Regions from separate parts of the Mus musculus genome. Here region 1 is linked to region 2. A link is a contact called in public HiChIP or PLAC-seq data. All regions are on one chromosome and are shown on one strand. Each heading gives the region's core, a stretch centred on a gene start, on an enhancer-like site or on the middle of the called end of the contact. The rest is flanking DNA. Distances are from core to core; before and after follow the strand shown. Region 1 overlaps Arel1 (apoptosis resistant E3 ubiquitin protein ligase 1). Region 2 overlaps Npc2 (NPC intracellular cholesterol transporter 2).

Evidence for each region. HiChIP or PLAC-seq counts read pairs in DNA pulled down with a chosen protein or histone mark.
Region 1: a contact with region 2 is called in a BATF HiChIP or PLAC-seq map of CD8 T cells, with 5 read pairs. The contact joins two enhancer-like sites. A contact is called at or near these places in 5 of 39 promoter capture datasets (3T3-L1-derived adipocytes, cranial neural crest, liver and 2 more), 1 of 484 Hi-C or Micro-C datasets (nephron progenitors), 11 of 115 datasets of contacts at active chromatin or transcription factors (the 230-238 cell line, CD8 T cells, the SCID.adh cell line and 6 more) and 3 of 9 other capture datasets (adipose tissue, embryonic stem cells and liver).

The regions. Positions count from the first base shown.
Region 1 is chr12:84,940,599-84,943,654 of GRCm38.p6, forward strand. Arel1 (apoptosis resistant E3 ubiquitin protein ligase 1) reads right to left here. Exons shown (of 20, transcript NM_178065.5): 3 at 2,734-2,794; 4 at 1,133-1,359. The coding sequence starts at 2,749. Among named protein-coding and RNA genes, the nearest start is that of Arel1, 29 kb to the right of the region's middle. Within about 2 kb of position 1,338, at least 22 of the 459 cell types and tissues checked have an H3K27ac peak or open chromatin away from gene starts, as enhancers often do. A contact at or near this core is called in CD8 T cells, where this site is marked.
Region 2 is chr12:84,760,986-84,764,064 of GRCm38.p6, forward strand. All of the region lies in intron 2 of Npc2 (NPC intracellular cholesterol transporter 2), which reads right to left. Among named protein-coding and RNA genes, the nearest start is that of Npc2, 11 kb to the right of the region's middle. Within about 2 kb of position 1,651, at least 120 of the 459 cell types and tissues checked have an H3K27ac peak or open chromatin away from gene starts, as enhancers often do. A contact at or near this core is called in CD8 T cells, where this site is marked.

The DNA of each region.
Region 1 (3,056 bases), core at 88-2,587, 180 kb after region 2:
TAAATCATGGACAAGTCTTTGCCTGTGCAGAGGACGGGGCAGCATACACTACAAAGTCAAGAACACTTGAGGTTTCTGAACAGTAAATGCTGCCTCCTCAGTGTCCCCAGCTCTATTCTAGCCTCAGTGCTAACCCAATGTGAGGGCAGGTGACCAGCAGCATTGGCACTGGGGGCGGGGGCGACTCAGGGTCATACACCAAACTTCGTCCTACCTCGTGGAGAGCTGCTGCATGGCTTGTAAAGTTCCTTTGCAAAATGCCAGAGAGGAAGTATTTATGGCTTTGTGGACCACACACAGCTACCCTAACTATGCAGATGAGAAAGCAGCCGAAAGACGAATATGGCTGTGTTCCAACTATAAGGCAGCTACAATGCCAGGCACTCATTGTGGCCCACACCTTTAATCCAAATATCAGAAGCAGGTGGATCTCTATGGTAAGGCTAGCTTAGTCTACATAGTGTGTTACAGGACAGTCAGAGCTACTTAGGGAAATCCTGTCTCAGAAACCACCATGAAACAGAAACTGGGCTGGCGTGGGCTTTCCGGCTCCATTTACTATACTAATCTAGGATGGCTCCTCCCACCTTTCCTTTTACCCTTTTCTTTCTTGCCACCCCCCATCCCTTTTTAAGATAAGGTCACCCAGCATAGCCCTGACCCTGGAACTCATTATGCAGACCAGGCTGGCCAGAACTAACAGAGATCTGCCTGCTTCTGCTTCCTGAGTGCTGGGATTGAAAATTTTGTTTTGTTTTGAGCCAGAGTCCCATATAGTTTAGAATGGGCTTTGAGACCCCCATGTACACAGGATGACCTTGAACTCCTGATCAGAGAGTTCTGCCTCCCAGGTGCAGGCATCACAGCAGGGTGTCCAACCAGCCTCAACACTTTTTTTTATTTGAAAAACATAACATTAGGCTTTCCACTTCCTCAAAGCTATGTACCCAGTAAACCAAAGGATAGGAAAATTCAAGCCTCTCCAGATATTAATAATTCCCAAGTTCCTGGGAGGAACTGAAAACAAGGGAAAATGTTAACATTCCAGCCTGCAGCACAAGACAGCACCGGTCCCTGGAAAGCAAATGACTCAGAAACCATGACGGGTATGGAGACAGAAACATTCCCTTACATGCACTCGGAAGGCCATGCTGTGGCCCACCTCATAGGGGTCCTTCCAATCCCAGGACACTTTGCAGGACCGGGGATCCAGGTAATTTCCCCGCACGTAGTCATAAATAGTCCGGTCCCCTCGGCGCTCACGGTCTTCATTCTGAAGAAAGCTGACTACACGTGCGGCAAGCTCAAAGAGGAACTTAATTGTGAAGAAGAATGCAACCACAGACACTATGATTCCACCTACACGAAAGAGAAACACAAACCACATTACAGCGACTACAGAACAGACTGGCAGCTCACAATGCTTAAAGGAGTCAGAAGTATCTGCAAGATTGTAAGAACGAAGGAGGAGAGGGAGGGAGGAAAGAAGGAAAGAAGGAAGGAAGGAAGGGAGGAAGGGAGGGAGGGAGAAAGGGAGGGAGGAAGGAAGGGAGGAAGGAAGGAAGGAAGGAAGGAAGGAAGGGAGGGAGGGAGAAAGGGAGGGAGGAAGGAAGGGAGGAAGGAAGGAAGGAAGGGAAGAAGGGAGGAAGGGAGGAAGGGAGGAAGGGAGGAAGGGAGGAAGGGAGGGAGAAAGGGAGGAAGGGAGGAAGGGAGGGAGGAAGGGAGGAAGGGAGGAAGGGAGGGAGAAAGGGAGGAAGGGAGGGAGGAAGGGAGGAAGGGAGGAAGGGAGGAAGGGAGGAAGGGAGGAAGGGAGGGAGGAAGGGAGGAAGGGAGGAAGGGAGGAAGGGAGGAAGGGAGGAAGGGAGGAAGGGAGGAAGGGAGGGAGGAAGGGAGGAAGGGAGGAAGGGAGGAAGGGAGGAAGGGAGGAAGGGAGGAAGGGAGGAAGGGAGGAAGGGAGGGAGAAAGGGAGGAAGGAAGGAAGGGAGGAAGGAAGGAAGGAAGGAAGGAAGGAAGGACGGACGGACGGACGGACACTGTAATGTGTAGAAAGGAGCTTCTAGAGCATAATTAGCTAACTGATCTCAGGACAAACCCCACCCTGGTGTTACACCTCTGTAAATGAAGCTATGCTAGGACATCACCTCACCAGTCCTAAACGAACCACCCAGGCAGAGCTGAGTATGTGGAAGGAGACCGTATGTTTGCAAAACGAGGAATGTATTTGTTCTCTTGCCTTTCACAGACCAGTCTGCTGACCCTGTTGTCTATCACGAAGCCCAGGCACAACCCCTCCCACCGTCCTGCCATGCTGCCCCTCACAGAAGTGCTTAGCATAGTGTGCTCTTGCTTCCCTCCACCTGGAAGCCTTTTGTTTGCTTGTCCACTTGGCAAAAGCCTTCCACAAGTCCCATCAGTTAGGGCTTCCTTCTTTTGGGCCCCCTCAAACTTCTGTATCTACTAACTTCACTTACCTACCTCCCCCTTCGTGTTGTGAACTCCTTACAGGCAGATTTTTGCCTTGACTTGGACTTTACAGTAAACAGTGTCTGGCACACACTATAATTACTCAATAACTATTTCCCAAATGAATGAACTCTGCCAACTGTGTGAGGGTACGTTCTGGCACAAGTGGAGCTATTTCTAGCTCCATGTTCAAGGAGAAGGTGAGATAGGGAGGCAAACAGGAACTCGACAACATTAACCAAAGACAAGGGAAACGATCCAATCACATACCAATAACGTAAAACATCAGGTCTCTTCAACGCCACCGGACAGCCGAGGATCACAGCTGCAACTGCAAAAGAACATCTGTTCAGTGTCTTCCAGGTCTCCTTAAAGCCACCCCAGGAGACAAAGCAGAGCACGTGCCGTAAGCCTACCAGCTCTAGTCTCGTGCCTTAACGTCCCCATCCTCTCTGCCACGCCCGATAGGGGCCCTGTGCCATGTGTCACACAAATAGACTATGGCGCTCTGCCTAAGGGCTTAGGGTCTACTGACCGTTCTCAGAAGGCAGCCACTTGATTTAGTGCTAGCTACATATGAAATGATACAGCTC
Region 2 (3,079 bases), core at 401-2,900:
TCCAGAAGATCAGGTGGTCCCGAACTATGGGGTCTCCATCCCTATGAGTCACATTCAATACCTAGCCCTGTCACGTGATGAAGGAAGCTGGTATCTTTCCTTGCTCTCCATCAAGGGAATCAGGCTACTGGGACAGATAACCTTATCTCTCTCCCAGGACCACTGACTTCTGTCATTGAGTTTTAAATACCACAGTCTAGCACAGCAGTGGCAGGTAATCCTTCAGATGCCATGGAAGATTAAAAAGAAGTTCATTTCTCTAGCCCCTACACTGCAAGATAAGCAGAAGGGATGAAAGTATTATTACCACCGCGTGCCTCCCTCTGACTATCAGGCTATGAAAACAATGTACCCCAAGAAATTGGAATTCCCCACTGGAAGAAGGGAAAAGCTGAGCCCTGGTACCAGCAGAAGAAGGAACTTGCCATGTAGGAAGGTCACAGGGTTCTGACAACTTGGAGACAGGCCAGGAGCTGAGCTAAGGATACATTAATACCTTGACCTCTTGCCTTCTATTTAGACCTAAGCCTTGTCAGTGACCCGGAAGAGCTCACTAAGCCTCTGGATTTGTTCCTCTTCCCAGTGTGACCACACTCAGTTTCCTCTCTCAAGCTTTCACTGTCTTTTTAGACACACGGAGGACAAGGCTGCCGGGGCCCAGACCCGTCTCCTCCAGTAACATTACACATTGTAAGGGCATTTTAGAGATCTAGGGTATTAGCTGGGTCTCACTTGTTTCATTTTTAAATAATAACAATGCCTAAATTACATTAGTACACGTAGTCAGTGGGGGAGAGGTCACAGCATATCTACAGAGGCGGGAGGACAAGATTCAGGAGTCAGACTTCCTGTTCAAAGTGTGGATTCTGCGGTTCAACTTCAGGGTGTCAGCCTTGGCGACAGAGCAGGCATCGTCACCTGCCAGGTCATCATCAGGGACTCTTTTTTTTTCTTCTTAAGATTTATTTATCTTATATATGTGAGTACACTGTAGTTGTCTTCAGACACACCAGAAGAGGGCATCAGATCCCATTACAGATGGTTGTGAGCCACCATGTGGTTGCTGGGAATTGAACTCAGGACCTCTATGAAGAGCAGCAGTCAGTGCTCTTAACCGCTGAGCCATCTCTCCAGCCCCTCTCAGGGACTCTTAATTTTAGTTTATTAAAGACATGTTTATTCAGCATCATGATTAGACTATTACTCTGATCAACAACACAGACCAAGAAAACTGTACATTAAAACCCTTCACTTGGGGAGGGAGCAACGGAGAGTAACCCAGGCAGGGAAGAAGGCTTGTTGTTCTTCCAGAGGACCAGGGTTCAGTTCTCAGCATCTACATGGTGGCTTACAACCATCCATAACACTAATTCTAGGGGATCCAACAGCCTCCCCTGACCCTTGTGAGCACCAGACATGCATGTACTAAATATGCACACATGCTGGTAAAAACTATAGAATAAATCTAAAAATCAAAACTAAAAAAACCAACCAAACAAACAAACCCAAAATCCAAAGTTATAATAACAATTATGAAACAGAACAAAACACTCCCCCACCCCCCCAACCCCCGTCACTGGAATGTGTTACACTTTCCACAGAACAGAAACTAAAACAACTTGTTTCGCAATTAGTCACAGAAACAGCTCAGATACACGAGGAGTCTCTAAAACATGTCTTCTTCTCACCACCACTACTGTGTTTTGCTGAGGTCTTAACTTATAACCTGAGGCTTCCCCGTCACTTCCTGGGCTCTCCTCTCCTGCTAAGCTTTACTTCCTGGCTATAACTAGAACCTTCTGCCACAGAGAGCTCCTGCACTGGCAGCTTGGTCTTGTGGTTTAGCTAGGCACCTTTTTACCACCACAGGCTCCAGAGCTTCTGCCTCCAGAGCTACCTCCCATCACAGGCCCAGCATCTGAAGATGAATTACGGTAACTATCAAAATTGCTGCTGTGTCTACTGCCTCCAAAATGGCTTCCGAATCCATTACAGCCATCCCCACTGGCATCACACACAGCACAGCTACCACCGTTTTTAGGTTTTCTCCATACCTAAACCTAACCCTGCCACTGGTACCAAACCAACTTGCTTTTTTGGTCGTGGTGATTCACTTGCAGCGAGAGAAACCCTGACTGAGGCCCTCACTACCCCTGGAGCTGGGCTGGTTCCATTCATCTTTCCAGCCGGCCAGCCTCTGCCACCCACTGCCCTGAATGCACAGGCGCGCAAGTGCCTGTGTGGCCACACCCGGCTTTTTATGTAGGTACTGGGATCTGAACTCAGGTCTTCACATTTATGCAGCAAGTGTTCTTACATACTGAGTCTCTCCCCAGCCTCTAGATTTTTTTCTTAAACAAACAGGGGATAGGGCATATGAGGAAAGAAAGCGGAGTGGGCATTCTTCGAGCTTGGAAGCCAACAGTGCTGAGAACTTCGAGTCCTACACAGTTCACGGGAGAGTAAGCAAAGGAAAAGTTTCCAAGCAGCTGCTCTCTCCAGAGAGAAGCATTTTGCACGTGTCTAGATATCTTCATTTATCTTTATGTGTCTGTGTGTATGCACACATATGTTTTGGTGCCTGTGCAAGGGGGGGGGAGAAGGGACTCGATCCCCTTGAGCTGGAGTTGCAGGTGGTTGTGAGTGGGCATCGGAAATCCAATTGAGGTCCTCTTCAAGGGCAGCAAGCTCTCTCTCAACTGCTGAGCCATCTCTCTGTGGTGCAACACCGGCCCCACACCCCCGTGGGTGTGTGTATGGGGGGCGTGTCTCGAGTGTGACACAATGCACAAGTGGAGATCGGAGAACCACTTGATGGATTCAGTTTTTTCCTTTGACTGTCTGGGTTCTCGGGATTGAACGTAAGTCATCAAGCTTGGGGACAAGTGCCTTTACCCACAGAGCCACTTCACACAGACCCTCTCTCTTGAGATAAGGCAGCAGTTCTCAACCTGTGGGTCTTGACCCCTTTGAGGGGGGTCAAATGACCCTTTCGTAGGGTCACATGTCAGACACCCCACATATCAGATATTTACACCATGACTCATAACAATAGCCAGATTACAGTTAAGAAGTAGAA